Linked DNA regions of Ovis aries: region 1 is linked to region 2. The links are chromatin contacts, called in public Hi-C maps. All regions are on one chromosome and are shown on one strand. Each heading gives the region's core, a stretch centred on a gene start, on an enhancer-like site or on the middle of the called end of the contact. The rest is flanking DNA. Distances are from core to core; before and after follow the strand shown.

Region 1 (6,458 bases), core at 3,651-6,150, 75 kb before region 2:
TTTCTGTTGTCTGATTTACAGAGAATGAAAACGTTCACTTTTGGGACTGAGTGTTTCTCTAAGTTTGGACAATCCTGAAGGTATTCAGGACTCTTACTACTTTCAATAAATAATCAGGCAACACATCACACAGAAAGGAAAGGACAATAGCTCATAAGCCTCCCAATCAGGTCACTTCTAGTGAATCACCTCATTAAAAACATCAAAGCATGACAAAGTCATTGATTTCCATGTCCGCCATCCCCACACCCACAGAGCTGGCTGGGAACAGACCTTCTGGGAAGAACTTGTGGGAGCAAGTGTCCAAAGAGCAGGAAAAGGATGCCCCAGCAGTTGCAAGCAAAACAAGCAAACAAACAGGAAAGCACACGGCAAAAAGGACATTTTGCTTTTTTAACAGAAACGGCACACATGATTAGGTATGTTAACAGTTTAGAAAAAATTTCTTTTAAAAAATCAACTCTTTAATAGGAATGCCTGAAACACTACTGCTGCTGCTGCTGCTGCTGCTGCTGCTGCTGCTGCTGCTGCTGCTGCTGCTGCTGCTGCTGCTGCGTCACTTCAGTCGACTCTGTGCGACCCCATAGACAGCAGCCCACCAGGCTCCCCCGTTCCTGGAATTCTCCAGGCAAGAACACTGGAGTGGGTTGCCATTTCCTTCTCCAATGCATGAAAGTGAAAAGTTAAAGTGAAGTCGCTCAGTCGTGTCCAACTCCCAGCAATCCTATGGACTGCAGCCCACCAGGCTCCTCCATCCATGGGATTTTCCAGGCAAGAGAAATACCTTGCCTATATTTTACAGGATTAAGTCTAGCTCACCAATCCTTCCTTTTTGAAACAATGAAGTTAAGAAGTTTCAAAGTGAAGTGAAGTTTCAGGTTTCACTATTGGTAACTACCAGTTTGTTTTCTGCATCTGTGAGACAGCTTCTGTTTTATTATATTTATTTGTCTTACTTTTTAGCTTCCACTTATAAGTGATAATGTACAGTATTTGTCTTTGCCCTATCCCTGGTGGCTCAGAGGGTAAAGCATCTGCCTGCAGTGTGGGAGACCCAGGTTCAATCCCTGCGTCGGGAAGATCCCCTGGAGAAGGAAATGGCAACCCACTCCAGTACTCTTGCCTGGAAAATTCCATGGACAGAGGAGCCTGGTAGGATATAGTCCATGGGGTCAAGAAGAGTTGGACACGACTGAGCGACTTCACTTTCACTTTATTTCACTAACACGACACCCTCCAATCCACCCACGTTGCAAATAGCAAGACTGCAGTCTTTTTATGAATGAATAATACTCTATTGTGACTCAATGGACATGAGTTTGAGTAAACTCCAGGAGTTGGCGATGGACAGGGAGGCCCGGCGAGCTGCAATCCACGAGTTACAAAGAGTCGGACACGACTGAGCGACTGAACCTAACTGAACTGAACTGAATACTGTGTATATATATACACACCACGTCCTTATTTGCTATGTATGGAGCACTTGTGGCTGGTAAGGCCTGACTCTGAGGAGCAGCATCTGGAAGCAGTTCACTTCTGTTGGAGACCCTCTTCTGCACCAGGCCTGATGCCAGCAGGGGACACAGAACAAGCCCCTTTTTCCACAGTCAAGCAGAGGGGACAAGTTAACTCCATCAAAGACCCCAAGAAACTGTAGCTATTTAAATCTACAGCTAAAAAAAAAAAAAAAAAACTACAGCTAAACAAGTCAATAAAAAGGCAGAAAATTATGTCAAATTTTTACTTACACTTCCAGCCCAAACTTCAGGCGATCCCCCTGCCAGTTTATAGTAGACATATACAGAGTCTCCTTTTTTAAAATTCACAAAACGACAATCCGGGCCTGTAAAATCTTCTAGAGCCTCACCCCGGTACATTAGCACTGTATAGAAAGAGGGGGGAAAAAAGCGGGTATCAGGACTCAACTTTCAAATATTGATTTATCAGGAAACATAACAATCCACTGTAAACAACAATCAAGCTTCTCCATTACTCTCTGAAACCAATCAGCCTCAACTCATATGCTCAGAGCATCTATAGAGCTGTATCGTTATAAATCAGGACATCCCCCTGCAAGTAGGCAGGAAAGAGGTAAACTCAACGCGTTTTTCTCTATGGATAATGCAAACAAAAAGCAATGCGTCCACTGCCACACAGGGCTGGTCTCAAGTGAAACTCTTGGTTCCCTCTCTAATCACCTAGCTTTCAGTCTTTGCTGTTTCATAATTATAAAAAGCTTCATTTTGCAGTTGGGTAAATTCAAGCACAGATGCGACTAGTGTGAGCATGACTACATGCAGTGGTAACAGGTAACTGGGGAGAGCACCCAAGAACCCCCAAGAGGTCAATTAACTTGAACTAACCACTAAAAGGCCCTATCTTTAAGTGGTTGTAACTGCTACTGTGTAACAGTAAACACCTTCCACTTCACTTGCAGTCAAGCTGCTCTGTCAGTATCTGGATAAATTAATGAGAGAGGATATCATACCCAATTATGGATCCAATCACATAAGATAATATCTTCTGAAATCATATAATGTTGAATATATCCAACATTAAGGAGGTTTATTTCTATAAACAAAATCAAAAGTGGGCAAACAGGCTTTGTTTCTATAAGCAAAATGGTAGGTAGCAGGGACAAGCAAAACCATGAGAACTGTCCAGTAGTTACCTTCAGTCTTAACATGCAGGACTTAAACTATATTCGATCTAGAAATTGATAGAAGCGGTATTTTTCTTTTTGTTGGCCAAATTCACACTTCGTCAAATGAGATAACAAATGCAATTAAATAGCAGAGAAAGGGAAGGATGAAACGGAAATAACACTTGTTCTAAAAGCCAACTGGCAATAAGTACCTTAAGATGTATATTTACATACATATTTGAGGGACAAACACAGATTTAAAGGGGGTTATTTGGACTTTGAAGCTGATTATTTTAATACATGTCAGCATTCTAATTCAGATATAATTAGGTGAGAGGCAAAGTTGAAGGTGATGGACAATTTTTAAATTGATAGAGACTGGGGATCCTATCAGAATTGGAAAGAGGAAGATCACTGCAGAGGTATAATAATAAATCAGATGACAACATAATGCACTCTGTGGGGCAGCTATCTGAAAGGCACACAAGGACAGCTAACATGGACACACCTCACTAAACAAACACTTTATGTAAAACAACACGGGACCCAGGCCTGCTCTAGCTGCTGGCTATTGCCTTTGGCTACACTTGTTGGACACATGCCATTCTCCAATTATGTGACACCCATGGGCCCTTCTAACACCATGTCTCCATACTGACGAAGCATTAGAGATGTTATAATTTTCCAGATGACTGGTTTTGAGGTACCCAGGCAAGACAGTGTTTGAAAGCAAAGCATAGCCAACACTGGCCATATCCAACACTGCTTGCTAATAACCTGGACTTACTCTGAGAAAACTGCAGGAAAAACTGATGGAAGTTGCTCCACTTTTGTAACATTTATTTACATCAGTCTTAGGGTTACCTCTAGGAATGGCTTAAACAGATCCAAGACTGCCTCCTTTCTTTCCCCTAATGATGTGGCAGTGCTTCGGTTCTTCCGATTGTGAAATTTGTTTTTGAATAACACTGATTTCAATCTAAATAGCTAAACTGTAGGCTTTGGCCTCAGAAGGAATGTTTTTCTATATGCACTGATTACAACACATGAACAACCTTGTGTGAAATGGTTGTCAGTAAGTTACAAGGTTATTTGAGACCACGACGATGATAGGGGCCCAAGGCAAACACACAGGAAGAGAGCCCAACAATGTAACTGATCAAGGCTCAAGCTGGCTTGGATTTATAAAACCCCTGGGGTATTTATTATTTTCACTTTAACAATCTTCTTCATCTGAGTCTGGGGATCTCTGCCCTTCTCACTATCACCAGCCCACCGCGAATTCGCGGTTAGGGAACAATTCCGCTTCCTGCGCATTAGAGACGACTGGTACCAGGTGGCCGACGCTGAGTCTCGTCCTCTTTCGAGAGACAGATTTTGGCCTTCCCGATGCCCTTCCTTCCGGGCTATTTGCGGGAGCCTTCCAAGCACAGAAATGACAGGACTGAGGAAGAGCCGGGGAGGAGACCTTGGAACACACAGCATGCCTGGACTCCGGGCTCGTCCCAAACCTCAACTCCAATCCCTGCTGAAAAGGCGGTCCGAGCCCCGACTGTGACTGAAGCAGAGGGGCGAAGGGGCTGCGCCAGGGAGGTTTTTCCCAGCCCTAGCAACCTGCGGCAGGGAAGCCGCCCACCGAGTCCCGGCGCATCCGCCCCCGGACTGCACCCAGCGAGGACCCGGCGACGGGGGCAGGAAAGCGCTCGCCGGCAGCGCGCGGAGCCCGGGGCGCGCGGCGCGCAACCCCATCTCCCCTCGGAGCCGGGGCGAGCCGGCGGAGGGGACGTTGCGAGCGGCCCCCGGGGAAACCGGGGGCCACCTCCGAACCCCTCACACCATCCCCCGCCTCCGTCCGCGAAGGAAAAATGAAAGGCTGGCAACAAGTGGGAGGCAGAGACCCCCGCCCCCCCCCACCGCCGAGGCCGGCTGGCCCGGGCGCCCGGAGAGCGGGAGGGGCAGCCGCCGGGACCCGGAGGTCGCCCTCCCCCGCCGCCGGCGCTCCGCCCTCCCGGCCTGCGCCCCCCGGGTCGGCTTGCGGGGCGGCCGCGCTCCCGCCCCCGCGATGCCCGGGCGCCGCCGCCGCCCTCCCGGCACTCACTGCTGCATTCTTGGTCCGCGCAGAGCTTGAGCTGCGAGAAGCGCCGGCCGGGGCCCTGCTCCGGCTGGCCCGGCACCCGCCGAGGCGGCCCGAGCAGGAGCAGCCAGAAGAGCAGCGCCGGCGCCGCAGCCATGTTGTGGTCGCCCCGCGGAGCCGCTGACGCGGAGGACGCGGCCGGGGCGGGCGCCGGCGGGCGGAGCACGGGCCGCGGGGCGGGGCGCGCGGGCGGCGGACGCGCGGCGGCGGGAGGGGCGGCGCCCGCCCCGGCCTGTGAGGCCGCCACCGACACGTCAGCGCGGCCTCGGGGAGGGGACCGCGGGGGTCCCGGAGGAGGAGGACGCGCGCTCCCACCTCCTTGCCGAGGCCTCCTCGTCGGGTGGCTGCCTTGGCAACCGGGACTCTCTCTTCTTCCTCGTCCAATCGCGAGCCTTTGCCTCGGTCCCTGCGTCGCCGACCCTCCGCGAGACTCCATTCCTCGCTCACTCTGCTCTTCCACCTTGCACCCCCCACCCCGCGCCATCCCAACAGCAGGTCTTCTCTGACCCCTTTCTTGCAGCTCCCGATTTCTGGTCCTTCTCAGTCTGGCTCATCCTCACCTCCCCTTCGTGGTTTGATACTTCTTTTTCCTAACTACCAAATCCCACCCACGATTTTCCACTGCTAGTCTCCAGTTCGAGATTCCCTCTTCCGACTCCCAGGAGTTTGGGGGAGCATCCCCATCCTGTGATCTCCTTATGGGAAAAGGAGGGGTCAGCAGAATGATGGGTCGGTGATGTACATTAGAGCCTGTGGCCTGCTTGGCCTTTTTCTGCACCCCTCGTCCCCTAGCCCTGAGGGATGGAGGTGGGCAATGGGTCCCCATGCTTAGATCTTCAGATTCTGGGGGGTTCATCCATAAGAAATTGAAAGTGTTAGTCGCTCAGTCGTGTCCGATTCTTTACGACCCCATAGAATGTAGCCCGCCAGCCTCCTCTGTCCAAGAAGGATACTGTCAAGGCAAGAATGCTGGAGTAGGTAGCCATTCCCTTCTCCAGGGGATCTTCCCCGCTGAGGGACAGAACCAGGGTCTTCTACATTGCAGGCAGATTCTTTACCGTCTGAGCCAGCAGAGAAGCTCTTATCCAGAAGGGGAGAATAATTTAATTCAATGCCAATATGTAGAAATTCCATTTTATGCTACCATTTTAGGCCAGACGCTGGACAAAACACTAGTGTGGTGAAGGCAAACATGTAGATCAACAGACAAGATATCAGGCCTTTGTCTAAAGAAGCCCACAATTCAGGAGAAACCAACTCACATCAAAACGACAAGGAGCCAAAGTTGTTAGGAAGGAAAAGCTAGTTAATAGCGGCTACCATTTGTTGAGTGTTTTCTTTATGTCCAGGTGGTATTCTAAAGTCCTTATAGGTATCAATGTGTTTAATCTTCACAATAATAGTAGGTCCTATTACTGCCTTCATTTTCAAGATGAAGATATTGCATTTGTCTATGGCCAGGGGCTTCTCTCTATAGTCTCTGCCAAGGCTAATCATCAACCAACCCCAAATGCCAATCAAACCCATTAATTAGTTTCCCAAACTGACTGGATTCCTTAAAAGCAAGGGGAAAGAATGTGGTCCATCTATGCAAACCATAATGTTGGATAAAGAAAAAGACGAGAAAGAGTTCACAGTTGTTTATCTACAGGGGCCATAAGATGTCCCACTGGTCCAGTA
Region 2 (6,840 bases), core at 3,093-5,592:
AATGTTTGCATCTGTGTTAATGAAGAAACAGATGAGCCATAGTTTTCCTTTCTTATAATACCTTTGTCAGATTTTGGCCTCAGGTTAACGTGAGCTTTATAAAATGAGTTAAAGTGTATTTCCTTTTCTTTAATTATCTTGACTAATTTGTGTAAAATGTGTTTCTTCCTTCCAAGTGAAGCCATCTAGATCTGATGTTTAATGGTAGATGACCATTTTAATGGTAGTTGGGTCCTGTTCTTTGATTCATTCTGACAATCTCTGTCTTTTAATTGGTACGTTTAGACCATTGACATTCAAAGATATTATTGCTATAGTTGAAATATCTACCATACTCACTACTCTTCGATTTTTTGATATTGTTCTTTGTTCCTGTTTTTCTTCTACTTTTTTTCTGCCTTTTGCAAATTTAATTAAACATTTTATTTGATTCCATTTTCTCTCCTTTGTTAGCACACTGATCACACTATTTTTTTGAAATCTTTTTTAAAGAGTTGCTTAGAGTTTGCCATATACATTTACGACTAAGCTAAGTTCACGTTCAAACAACATTATAAAACTTCCTCAGTAGTCTGTGTTTTACAATAATAAAATAATCCTACTTCCTCCCTTTTGTCCCTAATTGTTATCATTCATTTCACTTATATATAAACATATATAATAACAGTGATATATAATAATTATTAACATTTTATAATTTAATAATACTATTATTTTACTGTATACATAAGCGTACATAATTAAATACATTGTTGCTATTAGTATATTGAACTAACTTCTGTTAGACCAGTGAAGAATAAAAAAAAGTTTTTATTTTTACCTTCACCTATTCCTTCTTTGATACTCTTCCTTTCTTTGTATAGATTTGAGTTTCTGACCGATATTATTTTTCTTCTCTGAAAAGAACTTCATTTAACGTTTCTTGCACTGGCAGATAGATGCACTGGCAACAAATTCCCTCAATTTTTTTTGTCTGAGAAAGTCTTTATTTGTCCTTCATTTTTGAAATATAATTTCACCAGGTACAGGTTGGTGACTTTTTTCTCTAAACACTTTAAATATTTCACTCTGCATTCTTCTTGCTTGCATGGTTTCTGAAGAGAAGTTTGATGTAACTTTTATCTTTGTTCCTCTATATTGAAAGTGCCGCCCCTCTATCCCCAGCTTCTTTTCAGGTTTTCTTTTTCTTTATGCCTGATTTTCCATAGTTTGAATAAGATACGCCTAGAAGTAATTTTTAAAGAATTTATCCTGCTTTGTATTCTCTGAGCTTCCCAGATTTGTGGTTTGGTATCAAACAGTAATTCGGGGAAATTCTGAATAATTGTTGTTTCCAATGTTTCTTCTGCTCTTCTCTCTCTTTCTTTTCCTTTTGATATTCCTGTTATGCTTATGTTACAACTTTAGTAGTTGTTTCACTTTTCATGGATATTTTGTTCTTTTTTTGGGTCAGTCTTTTTTCTCTTCACTTTCCAGTTTGGAGGTTTCTATTGAGATATTCTCAAACTCAGATTCTTTCTTCAGCCATGTCCAGTCTACTAATAAGCCTGTCAAAGTGTTTTTTTTTTTTTTTAAATTATGGTGTTTTTGATCTCTAGCATTTCTTTCTGATTCTTCCTTAGAGTTTCCTTATCTCTGCTTACATTGTTCTTGCATGCTGTCTGCTTTATCCTTAGAGCCCTTAGCATGTGAATCATAGTTGTTTTAAATTCTGAATCTAATAATTCCAACATCCCATGCCACATCCAAATCTGGTTGTGATGCTTGTTCTGTCTCTTCAAAGTATGTTTTTTTGCCTTGTAATTTTTTTTCCTGATTGCCAGATATGATGCACTGGGTAAGAGAAACTGCTGTAAATTGGTGTTTAGCAAAGTGGTGGTGATGTGTGAGGGAGAGGAAGTGTTCTAGTCTTATGATTAGGTCTGAGTTTTTAGTGAGCCTGTGCCTCTGGACTGTGAACTTCATCAGCATTTCTCAGAAGCCCTCCTGCCTCCATACACATTTAGGTGGGACAGGACGGCTAGAGTTGGATAGAGTTAGGTACTTCCTTTCCCCAGGTCTGTGAGGTTCTGATAAAATCCTGGAAGGTTAGTCTCTGGTAGTTTCCCCTGAGGACAGACATTTGTTAACAGAAACAGAAAGTGCTGATGTATTTCAAAATGATTCCTTTCCCCCTCCTTCTGCTGGAAGCACAAGCAAATTTTTCCTGATATTTATTTTGGGAAACTGGTCAAGCTCCTGGAGGTAAAACTCACCAAAGTGTGGGGACTCTGGATGGCTGGCCACCTCTGTTTAACTCACGCTTTGCCCATATGGAATGTCTAGCAATTTGTCAATTACAGTTTAGGTTTTCCAGCCCCAGGACTGATACCTGTGAAGGTTTGTGCTTGTGGTTTTCTGTAAGTTGTGATTCTCTGTATCTGCCTGCTTGTCTCTCCAGTGTTGGGGGCAGTGGTGTTCCCTATGACCTCGCTTCTCTTATGAATCTAAGAATAGTTGTTGATGTTTCAGTCTTTTGCTTATTTTAGGGTGGTGTACCAACCTCCAAGCTTCTTACATGCTGGACCGGAAACCAGAAGTCCTCTGAAGTGTTCCTTGTGGAGACTTTTAAATACAAATTCATTTTTTAAAATAGATATAGGCTTGTTGTTGTTTAGATGCTAACTCGTGTCTGACTCTTTTTGACCAATGAACTGTAGCCTGCCAGGCTCCTCTGTCCATGGGATTTCCCAGGCAAGGATATTGCAGTGGGTTGCCATTTCCATCTCCAGACACAGGCTACTCAGCTTATTTCTTTCTGAGTGAGTCTTTGTAGTCTGCCTGTCAAGGAATTTGTCAGATCTTTGGGATTTAATTGTTCTTTATGTTTTTCCCATAACCTCTACCCACCATTTCACCCCCACACATAACAGATATGTAGTGATTTTTAATTGAATCATATGCACTAGAATTACCGTGGGTTGAGCATCTCTGTTTCTGTAAAACTTTTCAGCTGATACCCCTGGTTACCCAATTTTCTCTCCCTTTTCTTCTAAAAACCTTCTTTTAGTTCAGATAGATGGATAGTGGAATACAAAGTAACATCTGCTACTCTACAGACATAATAATAATAATAGCTATTTGTTTTGAGTCCTTACTATATGCTAAGCACATTGGTAATATATGAATATTTACATATATTATCTTATTTAACCTTAACAATTCTTGCCTATGGTAAATTCTCTTACTATCCACCATTTTATAGATGAGAAAACTGAGGCTTAGAGAGGATGAGCAACTAGCCAGCTAATAAAAATTAGTCTTTTGTGGTGGTACAACCTTCACAGGACACCAAACTCCTCTTATAATAGCAAATGAACTTCCCCATCTAGGGCAAGATGGTGTCAGGAATATCTCTGAAGCAGCTTTTCTGATTCCTAAGGGAGGTTAGTTATTGATCTCCTATGGGAGACTCAGTCCTAGTATGCCAGGATTCCCAGATTCTAGGAGGAAAAAAAAATATCCTGCCGGGTAGAGATATGGATTCCTAAAATATAAGGTTTTGCTTTTCATCTAGTCGACTTATGGCTTTGCAGGAAGATAGAAAAACCAAGAAATGGAAGAAACAGGACATTTGCCTGGGCAGCACAGAGTCCTGTGCCTTCCCAGGGCTGATCAGCACACACAGCAAGTTCATCATCTCCTTTGCTGAAGATGAAGCAGGTAACAAATGTTAACTGTGTATTGTATTGCTGGTCACTGGATCTTAGGTAATCACAGGCATTGTGAACTGAACATTTTATCTTGAGGTTTGGTCGCTAAGTCATGTTCAGTTGGTTTGCAACCCCATGGACTGTAGCTCACCAGGCTCCTCTGTCCATGAGACCTCCCAGGCAAGAATACAGGAGTGGGCCATCATTTCCTTGTCCAGGGGATGTTCCTGACCCAGAGGTCAAACTTGCGTCTCCTCCTCGGCAGGTGGATTCTTTACCACTGAGCCACCTGGGAAGCCTCAAACATTTATATAATAATTATCATTGCTGTTGTTATTATTACTCTTATTATTTAAATAGAAACTACCACTTCTTCTATTTTCACTATCGGCCACCTTTTATAATGAACTGGATACTGTTCTAGGCACTTCACATTTTAAAATCTTATTTAGTAATCATGACACCCTCATAATGTAATTATTTTGTATATTTCACCAGTGAGGAAACAGGCTGACTATGCCAACTTACCCCTTCTTGGTTGGCTGTACAGCTCACTGTGCAGATAGACCAAGGTCTGCACTGTAGTCTGTCCAGTCCTTTGGCTGTGAAGGAGGTGCATGTGCGCTTCCTCCCTAATTCTGTTCTGATCTGTGATTACACAAACGTAGACAGAGCCAACAGTGAGTATTTATCCTGCCGCTGTTGCCTGGGAGAAAGTACCTCTGATGATCAGCCACTGGTTGGGCTGGGCTCTTCCTGATCCTGCCCAGAGTTTGTTAGGCAACTTCTGTGAATGAACAAGGGAGAATTTCTTTCTTGAGAGACCTGGGAAAAGGGTAGACAGCTACACACTAGAGCCATTAGGCGTATGTTAAGGGCATCAGCAGAGCAAGGCATTTGTGCACATATGAGAGAGAGAGGTGAAGGAAAGAGACAGGGATTTAGCTTTAATAAATATCCACTCTCTCTCTCTCTATATATATATATACTTATAGCTGATTCACAGCTTCCCTGGTGGCTCAGACATTGAAGAATCTACCTGTAATGTGGGAGATCCAAGTTCGACTCCTGGATCAAGAAGCTCTCCTGGAGAAGGAAATGGCAACGTACTCTTGCTTGGAGAATTCCATGGACAGAGGAGCCTGGTGGGCTACAGTCCATGGGGTTGCAAACAGTTGGACCTGACTAGGCGACCAACACTTTCACTTTCAGAGCTGACTCACATTGCTGTACAGCAGAAACTAACACAACATTGTAAAGCAATTATATTCCCATTTTAAAAGATATAAAATAAAATGGATAACCAACAAGGACCTTCTGTTTAGCACAGGGAACCCTGCTCAGTGTGGCAGCCTGGATGGGAGGGAGCTTAGCGGAGAATACATGCATGTATATGCATGGCTGAGTCCCTTGCTGTTCACCTGAAACTATCAATACTACTAATTGGCTCAACACCAATATAAAATAAAAAGCTAAAAACAAAACAAAAGGAAACAAAAAATCCCCATACACAACAAACAGTGAGAAAATAAATATCCTCAAATTGTGAACTCAGAAAATGACGTTTTAATTTGAGCTTTATATAAGTTATGTGTCATTTTGAAAGTTAAAGGTTTATTTTGTTTACATAAGTGGTGACAAGGCCTGTGATCCTTCCAGTATTTGAAATTGCATCTAGCCATGCTCTGAGGCACGGAAGAGAACAAAATGATCTCTTAGGGGTCCCTTCCAGACACAGGACTCTCTACAAGTGTTAGCCAGAGCCTTAATGGTTTCTTCAATGTTTGGTTTCTTTCCACTCTGACCCAAGGGTGGCTGTACAAAAGCTTCACTTGAATGGGACATAAAGAAAGCCAGTCGGCAGCTGCACCCTTCCTCTCAGCTAGCTTATGTTTTTTTATTATTATTAATTAAAAAATTTATTTTTGTCCATGTCATATGGCATATGGGATTTTAGTTCTCTGGCCAGGGATCAAACCTGCACCCCCTACATTGGAAGTGAGGGGTCTTAACCACTGGACTGCCAGAGAAGTCCTCAAATAGCTGGTGAATAGATAGTTTCAGATGAATATTTTATAGAAGCAGATGATATTTTGGAAAATTTAAGGATTCTTAATAGAGAAAAGTTTTTGTAAGTTCCAAATTGGAAGTCCAAACGTACGAAAAAGGGGAGAAACCACAGGCTGGCACGTTCAGTGGAAAGTGGATGATGTAAATGGATGTCAGCCACAGGCCATGGTGGGGCCTCTCCCCTGCTGGTGCCCCAAGGAAGCTGGAGCCCCCAGAGCCTGGAGACCCCTGGGGGCAGCCTGCCCGGGGTCCCTGGGCTGCCACGTTCTGTGGCTTGTTCCTTTTCAGGAGGCCACAGAAAAGCCAGGTTTTGGTGGCTTGGTTTGTTTAGCCTGTAGACTTCTTGCAGGAGAAAACAAGGCAGTTTTTGAGCGCCACTCAGTACATCTGGCAAACAAAAGTGTCCTTGGCTGAATTTGACGGAGTGGACTTGCCAAGGTGTTCCCAAGCCAGACTTTGCCCAAGGGCAGCCCTAAAACCAGGGTGGCTGTTCCTGAGGCAAGTTATTTCCTTCAGAGTCACATTCTTTTGTTTTTGCACAGCGATTCAGATTTTCTGCGTGTGTCATAGTCTTCCCCATTATTGACATATTTAGAACCGAGTGTGATAAGCCCCATTTTAGTTGCACCAGAGCTCTGCCGTCACTGTTGCTACAGTTATTTCCTGACTCTTCCAGCCGACAGCTGGCACAAATCAACGAGTGAGTAGATGGAGTGGATGGTGGGCGTGGGGCTGCATGGCTGAGTTCTGATGGGTTGGGTTTCTGAATGTCAGTCACTGAAGCACATTCCCGAGAGGGCTGGCTGAGGTCATAATGATTGCAGTAAAGTCATATTGCGTATGTTTTGCTTTATAGCCTGCTACAGTTTTTTGGTTTGTTGTTCTTACCCTAAAATATAGTTCTAAAGGGGCTTCCCAAGTGGCTCAGTGGTAAAGAATCGGCCTGCCAATGCAGAAAACATGGGTTCAGTTCCTGGGTGGGAAAGATCCCCCTTGGAGGAGGAAATGGCAACTCATTCCACTGTTCTTGCTAGGAAAATCCCATGGATGTAGGAGCCTGGCAGACTACAGTTCATGG

What was found. Hi-C and Micro-C count contacts between places; a contact is called where the count stands out from the background.
Region 1: a Hi-C map of liver shows a contact between it and region 2, with 4 times the contacts expected there. The contact joins the promoter of MIA3 here to the enhancer-like site in region 2. A contact is called at or near these places in 5 of 16 Hi-C or Micro-C datasets (liver, mesenteric adipose tissue, omental adipose tissue and 1 more).

The regions. Positions count from the first base shown.
Region 1 is chr12:25,332,892-25,339,349 of ARS-UI_Ramb_v3.0, reverse strand. MIA3 (MIA SH3 domain ER export factor 3) reads right to left here and starts at 4,900. Exons shown (of 28, transcript XM_042257095.2): 1 at 4,743-4,900; 2 at 1,749-1,882. The coding sequence starts at 4,875.
Region 2 is chr12:25,256,878-25,263,717 of ARS-UI_Ramb_v3.0, reverse strand. It overlaps HHIPL2 (HHIP like 2), which reads left to right. Exons shown (of 9, transcript XM_012187078.4): 6 at 3,557-3,702. Among named protein-coding and RNA genes, the nearest start is that of TRNAT-UGU, 15 kb to the right of the region's middle. Within about 2 kb of position 4,342, at least 3 of the 54 cell types and tissues checked have an H3K27ac peak or open chromatin away from gene starts, as enhancers often do. A contact at or near this core is called in liver, where this site is marked.